Regions from separate parts of the Danio rerio genome. Here region 2 is linked to region 1. Evidence: chromatin contacts called from public Micro-C data. All regions are on one chromosome and are shown on one strand. The core of a region is the stretch at or near the end of the contact, and the rest is flanking DNA. Distances in the headings are between cores, read along the strand shown.

Region 1 (5,912 bases), core at 1,524-4,023:
AGTTGGCATTTCTTTGTGGAGTTTGCATGACTACCCATGTTGGCATGGATTTCCTCCAGGAGCTCTGGTTTCCCCCACAGTCCAAAGACATGCACTATAGGTGAATTTAGTAAGCTAAATTGGCTGTAGTGTATGTGTGTAAAAGTGTATGGGTGTTTCCCAGTGTTAGGTTGCTGCTGGAAGGGCATCTGCTGCATTAAACGTATGTTGGATAAGTTGGCGGTTCATTCCGCTGTGGCGACCCCTGATTAATAAATTAACTAAGCCAAAAGGAAAATAAATGATTGATGCCTCTACAGCTTTACTTCTTGATTTATTTTATTATTATCATCATAATAATTACATTTATGCGTTTTTGTTTTTTGGAGTGAACAGTTCCCTCAATCCAGGCTAATTGATGTGCAGAGAAAATGAACACTGCTAATCTTACACCCTCTAGCGGTGAATGAAAATAGTTCATAGCATCATAATTGCAATACCAGAGATTAATAATAATTTTGGAATGATGCTTATAGAAAACATGACTTGCAAAGAAGAAAAAGTCTGATTTTATTTTTCTCAATAAATACATAATTCTAAAAACAATTCACTTTCTACATGAATTATATGTAAAAGCAATGATTCATTTCTCCTCTGAAAAATATTTCTTAGTCGAGTAAAAGGAACCACATTCCCGTGAAACCCCATAAACAGAAAAAGACCTGTCTCATTGCATTAGTTTAATTAAAATTCAAATATCATCAATTGCATGGCAATCATTAAAGCATAAAACAATCATAATTGAGTAACACTCAAACATATATTAAACTGTTGTATTTGATGAGCTGGTACAGTCAAGCATCTGACCTACTGATCATCAGCATTCTGTTGTAAAGATTATGGCTTTTAATTTCTCTAAAGGAGTTTTGCAATAGTGCAACAGTTTAGCACATTGGCCCTGCAAAAACATATTTCTCACATATTATGTAAACGATTCATTTCTCTGTAGTCATATAAAAACCACATGACAAAGCATAAAACAAGCAGTTCAGCAACAACACATCTATAATCAAACATGATACAAAAGGATTTAAAAGAAAAATGTGCACAAAACTAATTGTAAACTAAAGAATTCCTGTACAAAACAACTATGTGCTTAGTAAAAATCAGGAAACCACTCTGTGATTCTCATAACTGGGCAGGTTACAAGGTTCATGTCTGTCACATAAAATGTAGAATAAGACAAAGCAGCTGAGATTTGATTTCGTCTCTCTAGTCCTGTGAGGGTTTCGAATGAACAGACACACTGTTGCCTTATGATCCCATAGAAAGAAACCACCCACCCAGCGACTGAGCAACTAGAGCTGGTCACAATCCAGCACAATCCAGTATAAACCTTTTAATGTTTCTGGCACGTTAGGAAACAATTCCTTTCTCAGGCTTGGATCGAAAAAAGGCTTTGTTTTTACACATGAACTGACCCAATGTTTAGTGAGTTGTTTGTAACCTTCATCCTGCCTTCTGGATTCTAAAGTGTCTGTCACAGGTCAAAAGGACTCCTAGAAAGACTAGTGAGTTAATGGGGTATATGCATACAGACTTTTCATTTCAGTCAGCCAGCCTCAGGGCTTCCGGTGCATTATCATCCCATACTAAATCACTGCGTTTAAGATCTGATTTCTATAAAAATCAATGATATTCACTGCTTGGCTGAAATACGATATAAAGTGGGTATCAGGCTAAACAAGAAGCACTGCATTGAATTATATTTTTGAGCCGCCATGTCTTTAAAATATAGAAACCAATTTTACCTCAGTATTTTCAATGGAATTTCTGTGCTAGCCTGTTGCTAATGAGGGCGCATGCATTTAAATGGTCTTTCGTTTCTTTTTACGCTTTAACAGCCAAATAGATGCTCAAGTATATGCAACTGATTATATGTGAATTACATTACAACATCAATGCTGTAAAAGAAACCGTATGAAATTGAAAATAATCACTTAAAGTTTTTTAAAGTTCATCAAAGGCTGAAAAAAACTAGCTGTGCACATAGCTAATTTCTATAGCCTATACATTTTTGGAGACGTTTTTACATCGAAACATCTGATATTTGTTTATATGTAGAAAATAAGACAATTTCAGCAATTTTTTCGTGAATATTCAAACATATTATGTGAAGAAAATAAATCATTTAAACTTGCACTTCATAGATTCTTCCGCTAGAGGGGGCCACAAAACTCAACACAGATTATCTGTGGAACAAATAAACATTTATTTACATATTTATAGCCAACCAAAGTTTAAAATTAGTATGTTTTTCATTTATTTGTTCGACAGAAAATCTATTATAGACTACATAAAACAGTAGTCTTTGGGACAAAAGTCTGTTTTAGGATAGCTTTGGTGAAAGGTTTTGATCCACTTCAAATGTTGACTGTAGCCTAGGCTATGTGAACACTTTTTCTCTGGCCACAATGACCAGAATTATCAAGATGAAGGTTAAATATATTTAATTTAATAAAAGGAAAAGTTTCAAACATCACCAAAGTCATGGGTTTGATCACCAGAGAGTATGAACTACTTCTACAAAAAAAGTATACAATGAGTCTAAAGTAACTTGATTGGGTTACAGCACCCACTACATCAGCAAGCTTAAAATATGACATATTCATGCTTAATTCCCTTAACATTGAAGGCTTGAAAGCTTTTTTGAGTGTCCTACTTGATACTACTTCCTATTTATATATTTGACTATGAATGTATGTTATCTTATAACTTCTTTCCTTTTGCTGCTAACTTCGCTGACACACAAACAGGCTCTTGCTAACTTCCTGACTAAAGAGTTCCGGTTTCAACGCTCATCTACAAGACCCACATCAGAGATCCTGATGTCTGAAAGCCGAACATATCTGCATTCAAGCACACAGAGCATGACGGACCCAGTGAAAGCCTTGAAACATGAGCACCATCAGTATAGATCTTACATCTTTACATGCTGTGACAGGCCATCATAGTTCAGCGGACTGTGAAAGTGGCATTACAGGCACAGTATTGTCCTTTATGGAGTTAAAAACATTTATATATGTCCAATACTTAATTCCGTGTCTTGTGTTTATCATCTAGTAAAAAAGGTAGAAACAAGACATCATTTATCTTTTTTTAATGTGTGTTTATATATAATGTAATATGTATTAATATAGGGCATTTATTGTGTGTAGACATACACTGAAAGCGCTTCACAATCATGAGGGGGGTCTCTCCACACCACCAACAGTGTGCAGCATCCACTCGGATGATGCAACAGCAGCCACAGGACAACGGCGCCAGTGTGCTAACCACACACCAGCTATTGGTAGAGTGGAAAGACATTGATATAGCCAATTTGGTGGATAGGGATGATTGGGAGGCCATGACCGGTAAAGGCTGGTGAAGGAAATTCGTCCAGGACACTGAAGTTACACCCCTACTCTTTACGAGAAGTGCCATAGTATTTTTTATGACCACAGAGAGTCAGGACCTTGGTTTTTGGTTTAAGAGCCCACTGACAGTATAGTGTCCCCTTCACTTTACTGTGGCATTTGGACTCACACAGATCATAGGCATAGGCCACCCCTTGCTATAGTCTCTCTAACACCACTTCTAACAGAAACCTTGTTTTCCCATGTGGTCTCCCATCCAGGAACTGACCAGGCTCAACCCTGCTTAGCTTTAGTGAGCTGCAGGGTGATATGGCTGTGTTTTTAGCACAAATCTTACAAGTTTTATCATTAGGAAACAAGATTTTACAATTCTACTAGTCAAACAGTAGATTTGAACCATTTTTGAATCAATTTAACCAATTTCTTGTTTTGACGAGGTCACTTATAGCTTAGCATAATGAATTGAATCAGATTTTACCAATAACAATTCAACTCAACAATTAACAATTCAATTCAACAATTCATTATTATTATTATTATTATTAATAATAATAATAATAATAATAATAACAGAAAACTCAAGCTGTAAACAGGAAAATTCTCAAAACACCTTTAGGATATATTTGAGCAAAATACAAACAGTCAGATCTGATTTAATTCAGTATGCTAAGCTAAGCTTAATGTGACCCAGCCAGAACAAGCAATTGATAAAAAAAAAAAAAAAAGTCTAGCAGACTTGTAAAATGCACATTTCCAAGGGAAGCGTGTTCTTTGAAGTATAACAAGTTTGTTATACTCCAGTTATGCTCCTGGATAAATATCGTAAGACAACAGTAAGTGATGCATTTTTTCACTAAAGTAGCAGTTTATACACCTTGTTTAGTTTAAAAACACAGACTGCGGTGTCTATTTTTTAGACCTTTTCATTTGTTTGTCACCACATTTTCTAATTACAATATCATGCAAATAATGTTCCAAACAAGTCAGTCCTGACATAACAAATATTCCAGGCAGATTTGCATTATAAAAACATAAACCACCAGTTTATGGAACCAATAAATATCTATAAGGATATAGCTTTCGTATCAAACCATCAAGTCCCTTTAAGTTATGGAGATTTTATGGTAATAGGAGTGAAACCTGGTGAAGAACACAGTTTTTTTCTTTCTCGTTTTTTTAAATATATATAAAAAAATCATATTAGTCACAAAGTGCCTAAATCCTTTTGCATAGTCTTGAGAAAGTCATACATTTAAATTTCAAATATGTTGATTTTCCTTGTTATTATATCTGCATGGCTTTAATCATTGGGTCATGAAGCACAACAACTTGAGGTGCCCTTCATTGTTCACCACCAATCACTAAATACTAGGCACAGTTCAACCAAAAATGAAAATTCTGTCATTCTTCACTTGGTCCGAACCAGATGAAAACTTATTTAAGTTCCTTTTTTTCTGTTAAACGTTGAACACTGAAGAATCTCCAAAAGAAAAGCTGCTATTTGTCAACATTCTTCAGAAAAGTAGAAGTTTAGCTTAGTTTAGTGTTTAACAGAGAAAAGTTCCTAAAAATTTCCTAAACATTTATAACCGCTCAAGTGTAAGTAAATGAAGAAATTTTAATTTTTTAATTAAACTCTGCTTAAGCCCAAAGCATAGCTAAATATTTTTGCGTTTGTTAGCATAGCATCCGTTGAACACATAGCCTTCACAGAGCTTCTCCAGTCTTTTTCTGATTAATAGTTTTAAGCATGGAATTTGTCTTTGTGCTTTATTAGAATAACACTGAGGATATCCAATATCAACATGGGCTTGTATTGTTTTTATAGTCCATTTCATAATAGTTAACAGTGCAAAATAAATCCTAAGCAAATGTTTAAGCGTTGTGTACCTTAGACTCAAGTAAGTCTTAGTCATGTTTGCAAAAATCATGACCATAATGACACCATAACTCAAGCTTGTTGTTGTTATATAATAAAAGTTACGAGACAAAAACAGCAAATAGGAGAGCTATCAGATTAAATCTAGTACCATAGTTGTAAGTAGGCATGGGATAATAACCGAATTCAAGATAGACCACGTTTTGGAAGAGTCAAGGTTTCAAAACGGTCAAAATTTTCTGTTATACTTTTCCTAAGTTATGTGTAAGAGTTTTTTTTTACACAGCAGTATCTTCAGCAGAAAAGATCTCCAAAGTTTTCATTTTAAATAGTAAAAAAAATCTGTTTTTGAAACTAATGAAGACAGTAGAAGTCAATGATTCATTTCAATTATTTAGCCTGACATGTTACAAAATATTATAAATGTTTCTCAAAATAAAATATATTATTTTCAATAGGGAAAAAAGTTTTTTACCAAGACATTTAAAAAGTATATATTTTAGACCAGTTATCTACATACTGTGACACCATGATATTTTTTCCAAGGTCATCATACCGCCAGAATCTTATTCTGGCCCATGCTTAGTTGTAAGTGCTAAAAATTGTTACCACAGAGAAAAAGTAAACAGTAGTTT
Region 2 (5,723 bases), core at 810-3,309, 140 kb after region 1:
TTCAAAAATATGCATCAGCCACTCTAAAGTCATAATCCTACTAAAACACGAGCTTTAGCATTTAAATGTTTTAACCAAAGAAGATGTCTTAATTAGAAAAAAAGGTTGCATTGTAGTGCAACTAGGCTAATCTCCAATATAGTGCAGCACTGAAAACTGGTAAGAAGCTGAGAGATGACAGCAGGTCAGTCATTGTAAAAGTTTTATCCTCTTTCCAACCCACGGCGAAGTGAAAATAGCTCATTTAAGGGTGCAACAGCAACCAGGGAGGAAAATGAGCTCTTTCTGTATGCACGAGCCAGACATCTCAAGAGCCCCACAGACAAATCTTCAAGTGTCTCAGACTGCAGCTTCCTCCCACAACCACAGTGCTGGGTCATGATGAATACTACAACATCCTGCTGCATACTTGGAGGTTGATTTCACTGCACAGTCCACTTCATTGTGGAATGCATTCCCTGAGGTCATGAACAGACACTTTTATGCAGACGGCTAGATAATCGTGAACTGATTCAATTTACATTTTTTGGTTCTTTAATGTTGGGTCTCGTCGCCAATTGGTGGGTCCTTAAAGCACAATGGCCAACATAACCGAGAGGTTAACAGGAAACAGCAGCGCTCACAGGAAACACAACTTACTTTATGTTTGCATAAATTGCTCATCTTTTAAAGTAACAGCCATTCAGTGTAGCTAAAATAAAATCATTTAAGTCAGATAAAATAGCATTTCAAATCATGTTAAACTTAGCATGCAGGTGAACAAAAGAAATATTTGTAAAATATATATAGCTAACATAAACATAAATCATAGTATGTCTTTCTACTGTTAGTCAAATCACACTGATAAAGTGTATACGAGTAGTAGTTTGCCTATATTGTGAAGATTTGTATAATTTATAAAACAAGTAATTTTTTTGTTTCAGATAATGAATATGTAAGAATTTTTACATTTATTTTTAATACTTTTAGACAATAGCTAAAGTCTGTTCAAGAACATTACGAATAAAAGCATGTGGATAATTATAATACTAAACAACTGAAAAATATGTTAACTATGAAATTTGAAAAAACCAAACTCGTGCTTTAAACGCATGCATTAATCAGTAGACTGTTATTAATAGTTATTGCTAAGTTGTTGTAACAAATATACATACAGATGCATATATATATATATATATATATATATATATATATATATATATATATATATATATATATATATAAACATTTAACAGTGTAACTTTTCTATGGTAAATACTATATTAACGCATGTTCTGCCGCACTCTTCCATCTAATAAAGCAACGTGTAATATCCATTCTCACTAGTTAGTAGTATTTAGTGTAGTCTACAGTACTAATTGGTGCAAACATTTTCAAACACAATTGAGATAAACACTCGCAGATTAGCATTGCAGTGACTGAAGCAACGTGATTTCTTACATTTTGCATTTGGGGCAACGGGCTACATAAAGCAAGCTTAAGAATTCAATTCATGCCAATAAGCCGTATTCTTCGCGAAGCCAATCGTCCACATCAGCAGCTGCGCGTATTTAAACGATAATCACAACGCAACCAAAAGAATGTAAACAATTGAAGCTAAAGAAATGTAATTGTTGCGTTCGCGCTCCATTGAGGCTCCATTATGACGTTGTCCAACCTGCTAAAGAACGCAACGCTGCAACAAAACGCCAGTTTCAGTCATACTATCACCATAACCCAAAACATATAATCTGACAAATAAACACACTCGCAGAGCTCTTCAAAGCGAAGGTTCACGGTAAAAGGCAGAAAACTACAATGACTTACAGCAATAGCTGTTAGCCAGCTAGCCAGTTTCAGATGAAACTGTACGATGTCGCATATTCCTTACCTGTTAAACGCAACTTAACGGGTCCATTCCTTCTAACTCCTTGATTAGACATGTCCTTGACCCTTATCCAGGCTGACTACTACAAAAAACGGGTCGAATGTGTTACAGAGTTGCTTTTTGGTTCCCCTCAACGCCAGTTTCACAGTGAACAGAAAATAATGGAGTCACGGTCCTGTGGCCCGGATGTGCACAGCCCTGCCATGTCTGCATACATACACACGCTTTAACGCGCTCCTCGTATTTCTACCGTCTGTGAAAGTAAATCCACGACGTCCCCTCAAAAGATCCGCTTACAGAGACCTCCCGAAGTTTAACATATTTTCCACGAACAAACAGCTTTCGGCGTCTACTGCCATTCCAAGACCTTGAGGGAAAAGTTGTATCGCTTATGGGCGACCGATTTGAGGAAATGTGGTTTGCAAGGTGTCTGTGGAGCCGCTTAAACCGCCCAGACTGTGACATCAGACCTACTTGATATTCATAGTGCTGTAGGATATACACTTATTTCACTTGGCGGTTAACATCAGTCTTTCCTCTTTATTGTTTATTCATATTTTATTTAGTCCATGTCTTGAATATAGAAGAAAACAACTTTGGTTCTTTTTCGGTTGGTTTATTTGCAACAATTAAAACTGACAGATTCATATGTACAACTTGGAGCACGAGGTCCAAACAGAGACAAACATGAACAAGATAAGTGGCGTGCAGAAATGATCGGAACAATCATACAAAAGTATTTCACAGGTCAGACATTTAGAAGTTGAAAGTGCTTTGGTTTTCGTTGATCTGGAATGCATAACCATCATCTGTAGCTTCAGGTGCGACACATTCATCCTCTTCCTCCTGCAAGACAGAAATCAGGGATTTAGGAAAAGCAGTTCTTGAAAGAATTAAAAGCAAAAGATAAAACTAAACTTCAAAGTTGAGATTACCCCCCCCCCCCCCCCCCCATCCCGTCTGTGGAATGTATAATAATTCAGAGTTTTAATATGCAGACTGATAAAACTCTACACACACAAAAAAAGAATGCATAATGCGCAACTAGAGATTCAAAATTTGATCAACCCACCTCTCCAGAGAAATATTTTTCAATTAAGTTGAGGGAGGCCTTGTAAACCATTTCATTTTCATGAGACTGCAAAGCTTCGATTTTGTCCAGGCCACCACACTCCTCAATCATCAAACACAGCTTTTCAACCTCACCAATCTTCTCTCCAGCCTAAAAACAAAACAAAGTTATATTAACAGAGGAACAACAAAATAATGTCATGTTCCAGATCTACCTATTTGCATTAATGGACTATTGGAATAAAAATAATGTGCTCAGACTACAAAGTAAATGCATTTACTAAGTAAAACTTTAAATGCACAGACAGAAAGTTTGTGATGTTTCCTTAATTTATGCGACTAGAAAATTGGATTAATCAGTTCTTTCAGTCAATCTGAAATAACGAAGCCAAAGTGAGTCATAACTGTGTGTGGGTCAGAGGGGATTATACCAAATAATATTGTAACTAAATATCAGAACAAAACATCATTATCACTAGTCATTTTGCAAGATTAGCATCCAGAGATTTAGAGTAGTCGGGCCAATTACATCAACCTCACCAGTTAACAGTTTAATTGTATTTTTTGTTATTCCAGTCAAACTAAAAGAAACAAGACTTCCCTTTATATTTTTTCCTCAGTAGGATGCATTTAAAAAATAAAAAATATGCCCTTGTCTGTTAAACATCACTTAGAAAATATTTTAAAAAATAAATAAAATTCACAGGAGGGCAAATAAATTGGTCTGTAAATGCACACATGACAGAAGAGCTACTGAACACACAAGTGGCAACATGTGACAAACTTCTTAGAGAAAAATTTAATAAAATCTGATTCACTCCTTATTTTGAGATGTAGCAGTCGAGATGAAAATCATCTATACTTGGTTTCAATAAGATCAATAAAACTCATTTACCCTCAACTTAAAATTGACTCATACCAAAAAGATATTTGTGATGGCATCTAAGATGACCAGAATAGTTTTGCTGTCCTTAGTGGAGAGCAGGTTCAACAAGGGCTCCAATACGTTGGCTTGAACTAGGTAAACCACTTGCTCTACTGTGCCCCCGCTGGTATAATTGGTCACTGCCCAAACAGCCTCCTTCTGGGTCTTGTAATCACCCTGCATGAGGCAAGAGAGAGAAAAAATTAAGTTGAAAATAAATTAACTTCATGAACAAGTATTGTATTGTGTTCATGTGGTGACATACTCGTCTGAGAACTTCCACCAGGTACGGCACAATGCCAGCATTGATGACCTCCTGAATCTGATAGTCTCTGCCAGCCGTGATGTTGGAGAGAGTCCAGGACGCCTCCTTCTGAATGTTGCTCTTTTGGTGGCGCAACAGAGCTGGGAACATGGGAAGAGCACCAGCCTCCAGCACAGCCTGCGTTTGTTCATCTGTGCCAGTGACAATGTTACCAATAGAACGTAGTGAGGGGGTCTGTGGCAGGAAAAAATAAAAAAGTTATTATTAAATTTACCATTTTAAACGTATAACTCAAGAGTTCACTACTTTCCACCAACTTACCACAATGGACAGCTCCCCAGATGCCAGTAGCTGCACCAGTCGAGGAACCACACCGGCGTTCACCACAACCTCAATGCGATCATTGGGCCCGTCGGTCAGGTAAGAGATGGCCCAGCAGGTGTCCGCAAGCACTTCTTTGTCACTGTGCTGCAGAAGGCAGATGAGTGTGGGTAGTATCTGTTTCACAGCCTCCAGAGGTGGTGCAGGGTTCTTATTGCGGCACAGGTTTGACAAGGTCCATGTGACGTTCCTCAGGTAACCAGCCTGTAGAAGAAAAACTGGCTGGTCAGGGTAATTCTACACAGCTTTCACGCCATCTAGCGGTAATGCATGCTCACTACAGTTTAAAACAAATAGTCCTGAACACCAAAAACAACATTGTTTGAGGTTTAGAGATAATACATGTAAAAACCTTTATTTTAATTTTTTTTAGCTAATAATTTTAAATACGTTTTATGCAATACACCTTTCAAGAACCCATGATCACTGTACAACAAATATACACAATTCAATAATTTAAAAATAAACCCACAGTATATTTAAAAAAAAAAAAAAAAAAAAAAAAGAGAAGATTATAAAATACAAATAGCCAAATAGCTTTGGCAGAGGGAACAGAGTGTATGGAGGAGAAGGATCTAAGGGAGCAGAAATGAGTGATGATATGGAAGAGATCAGACAAATAAGCTGGTGTGAGGTTATGGATAGCCTTAAAAAGTATGCAGGACGATTTTATAATCGACTCTAGGTTGGATTGGAAGCCAGTGCAGATTTTGTAAAATGGGGGTAATATGGTGAAAAAGAGTTTAGTGATGATGTGGGCAGCTGAGTTCTGGACCAGTAGAAGCTTATAGACGGATTAAAAAAAAATGTAATACATTAATAGGTTTTCTAAATGTAAATTTATAGGGAGAATGTTACAAGTTGCAATTAGCAATTTGTAGTCATCAAATTTGTAAAAAAAAAAAAAAAAAAAAAAACACAATTATTTTATTTTACAATCATATGTGCGCCCATAGGCGTTCTGATCTAAAAAAAGATGGCGTGTTGAGGTGCATTGCTATTTTGAGAAACTATAATAGTCGGTTCTATAGACCTGAACAAAGCCGGTCTATTGTCCAGCAGAGCACGTTAGTTGTGCGCCTCGCTTACACACTGCTTAATACACACAAAATGTAGAGCAATACGCAAAAATCTTTACATATGAAAAATTAAAATATAATACATATTAAGGATTAAAAATATTACAAAAGATTATTTTCAAGCCTAAATTAATA

Evidence for each region. Hi-C and Micro-C count contacts between places; a contact is called where the count stands out from the background.
Region 2: a Micro-C map of caudal fin shows a contact between it and region 1, with 2.4 times the contacts expected there. The contact joins the promoter of smurf2 here to the enhancer-like site in region 1. A contact is called at or near these places in 2 of 18 Hi-C or Micro-C datasets (caudal fin and an unstated tissue).

The regions. Positions count from the first base shown.
Region 1 is chr3:23,975,253-23,981,164 of GRCz12tu, forward strand. It overlaps mgat3a (beta-1,4-mannosyl-glycoprotein 4-beta-N-acetylglucosaminyltransferase a), which reads right to left. Exons shown (of 3, transcript NM_001020649.2): 3 at 3,969-5,912. Among named protein-coding and RNA genes, the nearest start is that of c1qtnf6a, 17 kb to the left of the region's middle. Within about 2 kb of position 2,774, at least 3 of the 62 cell types and tissues checked have an H3K27ac peak or open chromatin away from gene starts, as enhancers often do. A contact at or near this core is called in caudal fin, where this site is marked.
Region 2 is chr3:24,111,429-24,117,151 of GRCz12tu, forward strand. smurf2 (SMAD specific E3 ubiquitin protein ligase 2) reads right to left here and starts at 2,060. Exons shown (of 20, transcript NM_001114426.1): 1 at 1,871-2,060. The coding sequence starts at 1,922. kpna2 (karyopherin alpha 2 (RAG cohort 1, importin alpha 1)) reads right to left here. Exons shown (of 11, transcript NM_001002335.1): 7 at 4,450-4,713; 8 at 4,129-4,362; 9 at 3,858-4,040; 10 at 2,940-3,089; 11 at 2,483-2,713. The coding sequence ends at 2,624.